Regions from separate parts of the Mus musculus genome. Here region 2 is linked to region 1. Evidence: chromatin contacts called from public Hi-C data. All regions are on one chromosome and are shown on one strand. The core of a region is the stretch at or near the end of the contact, and the rest is flanking DNA. Distances in the headings are between cores, read along the strand shown. Region 1 overlaps Pde11a (phosphodiesterase 11A). Region 2 overlaps Pde11a (phosphodiesterase 11A).

What was found. A called contact is a pair of places that touch in the nucleus more often than the background predicts.
Region 2: a Hi-C map of the N1E-115 cell line shows a contact between it and region 1, with 7 times the contacts expected there. The contact joins two enhancer-like sites. A contact is called at or near these places in 3 of 15 datasets of contacts at CTCF or cohesin (the NIH/3T3 cell line, embryonic stem cells and pro-B cells), 17 of 484 Hi-C or Micro-C datasets (the G1E-ER4 cell line, the HPC-7 cell line, the N1E-115 cell line and 9 more), 4 of 115 datasets of contacts at active chromatin or transcription factors (the SCID.adh cell line, embryonic stem cells and microglia) and 1 of 9 other capture datasets (embryonic stem cells).

The regions. Positions count from the first base shown.
Region 1 is chr2:76,068,117-76,072,779 of GRCm38.p6, reverse strand. All of the region lies in intron 12 of Pde11a (phosphodiesterase 11A), which reads left to right. Among named protein-coding and RNA genes, the nearest start is that of Gm52518, 34 kb to the right of the region's middle. Within about 2 kb of position 2,514, at least 252 of the 459 cell types and tissues checked have an H3K27ac peak or open chromatin away from gene starts, as enhancers often do. A contact at or near this core is called in the N1E-115 cell line and the SCID.adh cell line, where this site is marked.
Region 2 is chr2:76,108,421-76,113,532 of GRCm38.p6, reverse strand. It overlaps Pde11a (phosphodiesterase 11A), which reads left to right. Exons shown (of 20, transcript NM_001081033.3): 10 at 1-29. Among named protein-coding and RNA genes, the nearest start is that of Gm52518, 74 kb to the right of the region's middle. Within about 2 kb of position 3,357, at least 18 of the 459 cell types and tissues checked have an H3K27ac peak or open chromatin away from gene starts, as enhancers often do. A contact at or near this core is called in the N1E-115 cell line and the SCID.adh cell line, where this site is marked.

The sequences.
Region 1 (4,663 bases), core at 1,265-3,764:
CCCTTCAATGACCTTAAACTAGCTATGTAGATGACATTGCCCTTGAACTTCTTTTTAAAAACATAATGTTTTGATCTCTTTAATAATTTCTATCATACATACAATGTATTTTGATTTCATTCACTTCCTACCAAATATACTTGCCACATACTCTGCCTCCTGACTTGGCATTATTTTTTTGAGAATTTTATACATGAATACTGTATTTAATACTTTCCACCCCACCTTGTTCATCCCCCTTTCCTTGCCCCCTACTCCCTCTCAGATTCATGACCTCATCTTCTTTAATCGCATAATTGTAATTATATCATTAGTTCTGGTTATATACACAGCTTTCTGAGTCTGTTTGATGTTGCTAGCATGTACATATGTTTAGGGCTGACCATTTGGGATTGGATAACACATCAGAGAGCCCGTCCCTGGAGAAGACTGAGACTTCGTCTCTCAGAAGCCATTCATTGCCTCTAGATCTTCATCTGGAAGTGGGGCCTTGTGACATTTCCCTCCTCTATATTGGTATGTTAACAGGTGTGTTATACAGATCTTGGTTAGGCAGCCATGCTGTTGAGACTTCCTGGGTGCAGTTTCCCTGTCCTATGTAGAAGACACAATCTCAGAGCAGATATCTTGACGCTCTGGCTCTTGCAATTTTTCTGCTCCATCCCTGAAGATGTCCCCTGAGCCTTGGGTAAAGGAGTGAGTTGTGTTGTGCATGATTCAGCTGAGGCTGAGCATTCCACGGTCTGCTGTTTTCAGCGTTTTGACCAGTTGTAGCTTCTTGGTCTGCAAGAAGCTGCAAAAGGAAGCTTCTTTGAGGAGGAGTGAGAACTACACCTGCAGGTATAAGGATACATATTTAGAATACAGTTAGACATCTACTGTACCCTTGGGGGAAATAGCCATGCTAGGTTCTCCTCTAGGGTCCTTGATCTTGCAAGTCATAGGTAGTTGGCTAGGTTTACAACACTAAGCATGAGTTCCTCCTCTTAAGCAGGATACAAATCCAAGTAGACAGCTGTTGTCACCTCCGAGATATCAGTGTCACTATTGCAACTTTCCTTGAACCTTTGATGAGTGCTGGTCGTTGTATGGTTGGGAAGCTCAGCAGGTGGGTGGGGCTATTCATTGTTTTTCTGCTTTGTCAACTTGCATAGTCATTTCAGGTACTAGGAAAGCTAGTTTTCAGGGCTGAGGCTTCCAGGTCAGTTCTAGCTTTATTCCTGCAACGACTATATCTGACGTATGTAGCATCTCTAGGAACAGGCCTTGCCTGCAAGTTCTGAGAGGCAACCACTAGCTACAGCAATAAGCTGTGTTATTTTGGAAGTTTCTTCCAACTCTCTTGACCAACAAATCTAGAGAAAGTTTTCCCTGCCTGTCTAGCATTGGGTGTTTTGTTAGATAGTCTAAAGCTCCTGAGAGAATAGTATCACTCCCAAGTGTCACTTCATTTAAACTGTATAGATACATATACACACACACACACATGTTGCATATTTGTGTGTTTTAAGAAACATAAAAATGTTTCCCTACAATTTTTTTCAAACACCCTTAATGCTATGTATCCCTCCTCCCTCCCTCTCCCTCTGTGCGTCTCTCCCTCCCCTCTTCCCAGTTAAACCCCCCATCTCCTCGTTTCTATGTACACAGCATCTGTGTTCCACAGCATCCGCTCTCCAGACCTCCACCCCTCCCCACAACCCCAGTTTCCCTTCCTCAATTCTGTGGTCACATTAGGTTGAACTTTTGATCATCTTGCCTCTGCTTCTCAAGTTACCACCAGCCAACAGGAAGAAAGGCAGGGAGGGAGGGAGCAAAGGAGGGAGGGAAGGAGAGAGGAAGGGAGGGAGGGACAGAAAAAGAGAAGGAAGAAAGGAGGGAGGGAAGGAAGGAAGGAAAGAAGGAAGGAAATTTTTGACTGAAAGGACGCCCGATGTGTGCTGGAATTTCCTCTAGATGGCGCTCCAAGGCAAAGTTTCCCAACCAATCCGGAGGCGGGGTGTTGGGGGGGGGGGGGGAGGAAGCAGTGAGCGGTCAAACCTTGACCAACCTTCCTTGAAAGTGCTTCTTTTCTTCTGGCGCGACAGATTCAGGCCAGTGCAAAAATAAATGTTTTCTTTAAAATATTCACCAACAAAGCCGGTCTGTCGGAACAGAGCCCCTTCTATGAAGATGGGCCTGTTTTATGACTGTGCGTTAGCAAGAAGAATCCTGCCTCCTCCACGTGACTTGAAATTTGATCGCGCATTTTCCTAACCCCATTGTCTAGGAGAAGGGGGAAGTTGCGCAGCTGGGCACTGCTGAACGGGTTTGGAACCACAAACTTCTGGACACTCACATGCATATTTGCACCAACTTCCTAGCTTTTATCTCTAAAATTATTTCACACAGAGAAAATAAGATTATTCACTCAAAATGGTTTGCAACAGCATCCAGCCTCATGTTTAGGAAACCAAATAACTTTAGCTCCTTAGAAATCAAAGGAAACAAAGGGGAAGTTTATAGCACGAGCAGTTTTATTCAGACGTGGGTGGATATTTCATTCACCCAGAAACCCATTGATCGATTATTGATTTGTTCCATGCACCTCGCTGGAAATTTTTTTAAAATTGCGGAATCAAAGCTTCAAGGTTACCTTTTATTTGAAGGAAATACCTATATAGTTAATTTTTTTTCCTGAGCTTTGCCTTCCTCTAATAAATATACTAGATAATGCTTTCATCAACCATGGCTAGACAGAGACTAAAAACCTATATACCAATGGTATCTATACAAATTCTCATTGTTTATGTAAGGAGAAAGGAATGCTAGCCCGTTGTGCACATGTGTAATGAAAGATTATGACCAGGGCTCCTGTACTGACAGGGTAAACCAGATATAGGAATGGATTTTTTTTTTTTTTGCTTGTATTCTGTAGACTAAAAGGCGTGCCTTGATGTCTAAGTTACAGACATACTTTTTGTTTGCATTATAAATGGTGTGTACTCTGACAGATTTTCCAAGGGGAACAGAAAGGGTCCTTAAGAGTCAGGATTCTTTAGTGTCTTATAAATAGACTCTTTATCACCTAGGGCATTGCCCTGCTTCCCGTAGGGCTCAATAAAGATTAATTGAATGAGTGAATTTATCTTAGGGAAATATTATTTGAAGAACTATGTTGCTCAGCGTCCGGGATTTTGGTTTTTGGTTTTTTTTTTTTTAAGCACTATAATGACGAACAACTTTCATTGCTCAAAATCTCGCTCTTATCGCATCACGCTAAGGTTCAGCTAGGGTTCATATAGGATATTATGATCTTGCAGAATTCGCTGGCTGTGAAAAGGGAAGAGCACGTGATCACATTAAAATTTATGGTGGTGCTGGCGGCATGGCGCTGGTGGGGACCGGCAGTTAAACACTAATAATAACCAAGTGTCACGGCACACACATTGACACCTCCTGACATTTACTGGGGATCCTAAATCTTCAGTGTGGAGGTAGTGTTCTTCAGTCCACCTTTGTGTTGTCAACAAGGTTATTTGGGGAGATAGCCACGCCATTTTATCAATAATTCAAGCTGGAGAACAGAAGGGACACTTAGGGGGGAAATCTGTCCCAGCCTCAAGCTGGAGCATCTCACGCGGTCTAGTGACTGACGTTCTCAGATAAGTCCTGATCCTTGAGGTCAAAAAATTTCCCCCAAAAGGAATCTCTCTGGAATACAATTAGAGCTCTTTGTTTGCCCCCTTGGGAAGGACAGAGGCAGCCAGTTGTTAAATAAAACATTTCAGTAGCCAGAACCCGCATCAGGAGACAGAATCAAATTCCTTGTGTCATTGGCAGGTTACAATAAGTTCTGTGACTGGCTGCACTGAAGTAAATGGTAATCATGTCTGAGGTCTCCAAAAAGCATCCTCCCTCGCACCACCTCGCCAGTGTACGTAATCACACTTCCCTTAACAAAACTGCTGTGTTCTGTAGCTTTGCTATAGTAGTAAAATCAAATTTGCACGTTGGAAAAAAAACATTTAAATCTTCACGTAGATGTAACAGAAACATGTGGCAAATTTTGTATTTAGGGAAGGAGTGGTGTTTAATGTTTCTGCAGAACATCAGCTGTGGACCTCATAAATTATCAGTGGAATGGACCAGTTGGAGACAGTGGTTCAGGCAAGTTTAAGGTTCCTGCCCTTCAGTTGTGTGAAATGGCTTTTATTTTTACTCTTTCCACCTGCATCGCAGAGCCTCCATCAGGCACTCCGTGCTTCTAACTGGCTTTCTCTTTATTCACATCTATTTTACAAAAGAAAAAAAGGCAAGGCCACACATAATTAAGAACCTGGTGCGCTAATAACCAAACATACAACGGGGCAGAAGGATCGTCCAATCCATTTCCTCTCACAGGAGAGTAACCTCCATAACTCACTTTAAGCATCACCGTTCGTGAGTTATGGGTCATTCCTCTCCTAGCGAAAATAAATTCTCCCGCACCATGAGCCTGCACTGGGTATTTTTCTTAGGACATGTAAATTGTAAAAGTGTACGGACATAATCGTGTCTGACATTACCAAGAAACTGTAAGCCCTGCTCCTGGGCACAGGCTTATAAGGAAATGCATGCAGTTTGGGGTCTGGGGTTGTCTAGTTACAAATTGGGATTCTTAAGGTTTTGGTTTTGGTTTTCA
Region 2 (5,112 bases), core at 2,108-4,607, 40 kb before region 1:
GTTCCAAGGCTGAAGTCGACAAGTTTAAGGTAAGGAAGAGATGGAGTTGCACTGTTAGCACACAAAGGTAAGTTTGTCTGATTCTGTCGTCCTTCTCACTGGGAACGTGAGCCACAGTCCTGGGCAGAGTAGCTTGGAATATTTTTTTTTTTTTGAGAGAGAGGTGAAAGGATTACACAGTGGAATAGTCCCTTGTAGTTTACGTAAGTCGATATGTCTTCCCATGTGTTGAACATATAGCTACAGGGTGGGGGCGAGAGGAGTCGGTTTAATAGGGTAAGGATCTGGACACCTGACTTAGGTTTTGTTTTATTATTAACTTTCGGTCCACTTAAAAATTTTAGAGCCTTATTCTCTTCTTTATCTATAAAACTAAATCAGGAGATTAAGATCAATGTAGCTAGCATTTATCACATGCCTACTGTATACCAGGAACGCTACAGGGCTTTTTCCTGTATTGGTCCATCTCAACTTCACGGCCCTGTGAAGGGTGATGCACATGATTTTCCAGTTGAGTAAGCCAGGGAGTCACCGAGTGACCAGCGTAACCAGTAACAAGGATAAGAAGTTTGATGATGAAGTTTAACCTACCACTGGAGGTCTTAACCGTGTGCCTCCCGGCTGCTGGGGTGGTCACCAACTGGTTCCCACTGCCGAGTCTATGAATGAATCTAAGATGTCCCTTTGTATCTTAGTTACCACTATTTCTTTAGGTGTGGTTCGGAAGACTATCTTGTCTCCTTGAATTCCTACAAATTGTTTTTTAACAACAGCCACAAAACAGGAGCTATAGCTCAGTGGTATAGTACTTGCCTACCATGTTCGGGCCCCTGGATTCAAACCCCAGGACTTCAGGAAAAGCATAAGAATGTTGGGAAAGTGATTTCTCTCCCTTTAAAAGCTTTGTTCTTTGTGTTTTTCAATTCTGTTTTAAAGTGCTGGGAATTATCAGGGAAAGCGACTGCATGTATAAGAAATGTCCTGTACTGTGATCTTAGTCCATGAAGTTGCTTGCTGTTCTAGGAGTCATATCTGCACAGAGATCCGTTTCATCCTCATAGGGAAAGAATGACACAGAGACCTTTGGTTCTGATAGTCATATTAGAATCAAACCATCTGAACTTCTAAAAAGAACAAAGAAAGACCCTGAGTACAGGGACAGAATTCCCCAGCAGGGCAAGGTCCACACAGTAGGTAGGTAATGAGTCCTTACATTAGCCAGATGCTTAAGGAAAAGTCTTAGCGTGGTTCCCCAAAGTGAAAAGGAGAGACAGCACTATCAAGAGGTAATTGCTGCCTCAACCCCAGGAAAGAACAAAGCAATCGAATCCATAGCACTCAGTGCCTATTTGTTGTAGAGGCAAACAGCTGACATACTCTTTTAGTTTGTTTTTGTCTCTGTAACAAAATTCGTAAGACTGTGTAGTTTATAAACAATGGAGGTTACTTAGCTCATGCTGTACAGGTTGAGAAACCCAAGGGCATGACTGACATCTTCTCAGCGTCTGATTTGTGTGCACATGTGTGTGTGTGTGTCTGTGTGTGTGTGTGTGTGTGTGTGTGTGTGTGTGTTGGCTTCTTGCTTCATCACAACATAGCAGAGGGCATCATGTTGCAAGATAGAGCAAGCACTCCAGAGAACTGCTCTAAATCCTTTCCTTCTGGTAAGCCACGAATCCATTCATTCATGAACCAAGGCAGGACCCTCAGGACCCACCCATCTCCCAAAGTCTCACTTACCAACACCACTGCAGTGAGTGCAAATTTCCAACACGTGGAATTTGGGCATTTAAATCATGGTATGTGTTGACTAGGATATGAACTCCATTATGGCAGAGATTTTTCTATATTTTCTTCATGGTTCTATCTCTACTGCATTTCAAAAGTCTTGGACCACAGTGACACTCAGTAAACGCTGTGAATGAATGAGTGAGTGAATGAATGGATGAATGAATGAATGAATGAATGCAAAGAATATCAGTATTCTAGATCTTAAGGCAGTTAGCCTTCAAGAAAATATTAAAACTATGATATGAAATTATTTTAGATGCCAATTTAAATTGCATTTTACTTAATGTATACAAAATATTTAAAGCTTATTTACCTTAGTAAAATTTAGTATTTGTGCATCAAAACACCAGATATTATATGGTAAATCTGTAAAAATTTTATTTTGATCTGTAAATTTGGATAGTTAAATAATAAGGCAAAGGTTTTGTTAGGTAGAAATTTACTTAATGGAAATACCCAGCTCTTGTTAAAAAGATAATATCACATTCTATTATTTCATTGTGGCTGCTATTATGATTATCCTTGTTGCCAAAGCAGGGAAGTAACTAGAAAGAAGACAGCAAAATGCATAATGAACTAAATGTGACCGTAAAAGTCACCCACAGCAACCTCCCAGAAACACAGCAAGCCACACCGGGTCCAGAGCTCTCTGCTTTGTGAAGGTCACTAACCTGCATTCAGGCTTCATTCTTTGCTTTAGAGCAAACAGAACTCCAGTGTCTTAGAACACACCATGCTTTTCTATTATGAGCTCCAAACATACTAAAAATATGAAGTATTTAAATTTGAGAACAAAGGGTTATTTCATCTTAAAACCATCAAGATTACTAACTGAGCTGATTTATTCCAGATTGTATCCCAAAAGATATTATAATGTATCCTATTATATCCTATTATAATGTAATTTAGATATAGTAGTAATGTCAACCAAATGGTTTTTCCTTGATATATAAAGTAAATAAAACATTACCCTAATTGATGGCTTGTGTCTATTGTAACTGCAGCAATAACATTAAAATATAGTATGCTTAGAATAATCCTGTGTATAGTCATGGGACATTTATGAAAACTTCAGACTCAGTTGTATACAGCTAAGTAAATAACTGAATAAGTACTTTATTTTCACCAGTATATACAGACAAGACACATATACATACAACTGTGTTGTGACATATTATCTTTAGTGCATTTGAAAGTATGCATAATTTTCTTTTAAACAGCATAGAGATTTAAATCTGGAATCAGTGTTATCCATAGATTTCCTGAGTTAAAGGATAGTTAAAAGATAGTTAAAGAATAGTCCTAATGTTCACTCTACTTAGCTGGACCAGTGCTCAGTGAATCAGCGATGACCCCAGAGTTTGGGAAGATATTATTTAATTATCTGGTGTTAGAAAAGATCTGGAGCTCAGATACACACAGGCAAATGACAGGTCTCAAAAGAAGCCCTAGATGCAGAAATGTCCCAGAGACCAGCAAGATGTGGCCATGTACATGAGTCTAAGAGCCTTTCTAATCACTAGTGTTCTAGTGGAAGCGAGTTCACATGCCTCCCTATCTGCACGAGTCCAGGCTCAGCATTCGAGACAGCTCTTGGATCTGTCTCGCCCCTCAGCCACCCATGGGTCCTTGTTCTTAGCTGCGAACGTGAGCGGAAGCGAAAGCCTGATGGCTAGGATGGTTTCTGCTTATGCCCGACTTCAGATATCTCAGCCTCCAGAGGGCCATCTGCACACATCAGAGACCAAAAGCTTCACTGCAGAGCAGAGCAGGGACGCATTCCTGCCAGGGTGACATCAAGGGCTGGGAAGGACAGTGCAGGTGGAGAGGCTGCTGGGTAAGGACTGGGAAGGCACATTCTGAAGACCTCAGTCAGCAGTGTGAGCGAGCACCAGTACTACAGAGAGTGGAGAGTGAGATCTGTGCCCTTCCTTACTCGTAGTTTATAGCCGTTTATACACATAGAGGGCGTGGCCGAGAGGGGAGCCAACTGCACATGAGATAAAGCTGCAGTCTGTCCTCGTGCCTGCTGGTTCTGTTTCACATTGCTTCACCTGATTCTATCTGTGATTTCCTTTATTCTGATTCCTCCTACTTGTCTTGTTAAGAAGAATTCAAAGCAATGTGTTGTGGCAGGCAGGAAAACAGGATTGCAGTTAGTCTCTGCCTTGTTTCTGTGGCTGTGTCCAAACACCCCATAAAAGCAACTTAGAGGGGAACGAGTTCATTTTAGCTCACAGCTCAGGGTACAGTCGGCTACTGCAGGGACGTCCCGGGGGCAGGACCTGGAGGCAGCTGGTCAAGGCCACACAGTCAGGAGCAGGGAGAGGAGGAGAGCAGGCCTGCACGTGCCCAACTCAATACCTCTCTCCATTCACACAGTTCAGGGTCCCCCACCACGGCAATGGTGATGCCCACAGTAGCTGGGGCTTCCTACCTCAGTTGGCATACTCCAGCTAATGCCTAACAGACACTCTCCACAGGCTGACCTTGTCTAGACAAACCCTCCCTGAGAATCTCCTGGCAGGTCAGACTAGATTGTCTCTAGCTAGCAACTAAAACTGACGCTCACTGACTTGAAAGCCAGTGTCCCAACGCTGCCCAACAAGTGGATTGTGCTTCTTCCAGAAAGTCAGAGCTCAGGCTTATTTTCCCTAGTTCTGATATTATTCATACCTCAGGAAATAGTCTTGTTTGTAGGGCCACTCATACACACACAAAGATCCCAAACTGCCAGGTACTAATAAATTATCTGCTTCTTGAAGTCTGATTCTGATTATAGCGTCGATAAATTATCCTTTATGGGCTGATTGCCCTGTGCATTAATGAGCAGGCCAAGATCCAAAGAGTGTTTTCTTTTTCCTCATTAACATTTACTGTTCCATGAACTTGAAATGAGAAAGTGACATAGAGAAAATTTGTGCAGATTTTAGTGCCCGTTTACGTCTCTTCAGCACTGCGCTAACAGGAATAGCATATAAAGACCATATTGACAATTAGATCTCTTCAAAGACGGCTAGTTTAAAGGCTTTTAATAACCTGAAGATGCCAGCTGTGATAACGTGAGAAAATGAGCTCAGCACACCAATTATACACTCCCGTGGTTTTACACACTTTTCCTTGGATTCCGTTGCAATAGACAGAGCTAATGGTTATCACCACCTACCGCCAGTCTGTCCGTTAGCATCAACCTGTGGACTTTCTTAGGCTGTATTGCCTCCTTCAGTCATCCCTTATTCCAGTTCAGAACTGCCTGGGTTACAGCTGTAGTCAATGACGAGGTTCGTTTACGGCCCTATAACTGCCTCAGTAATTAAAGGC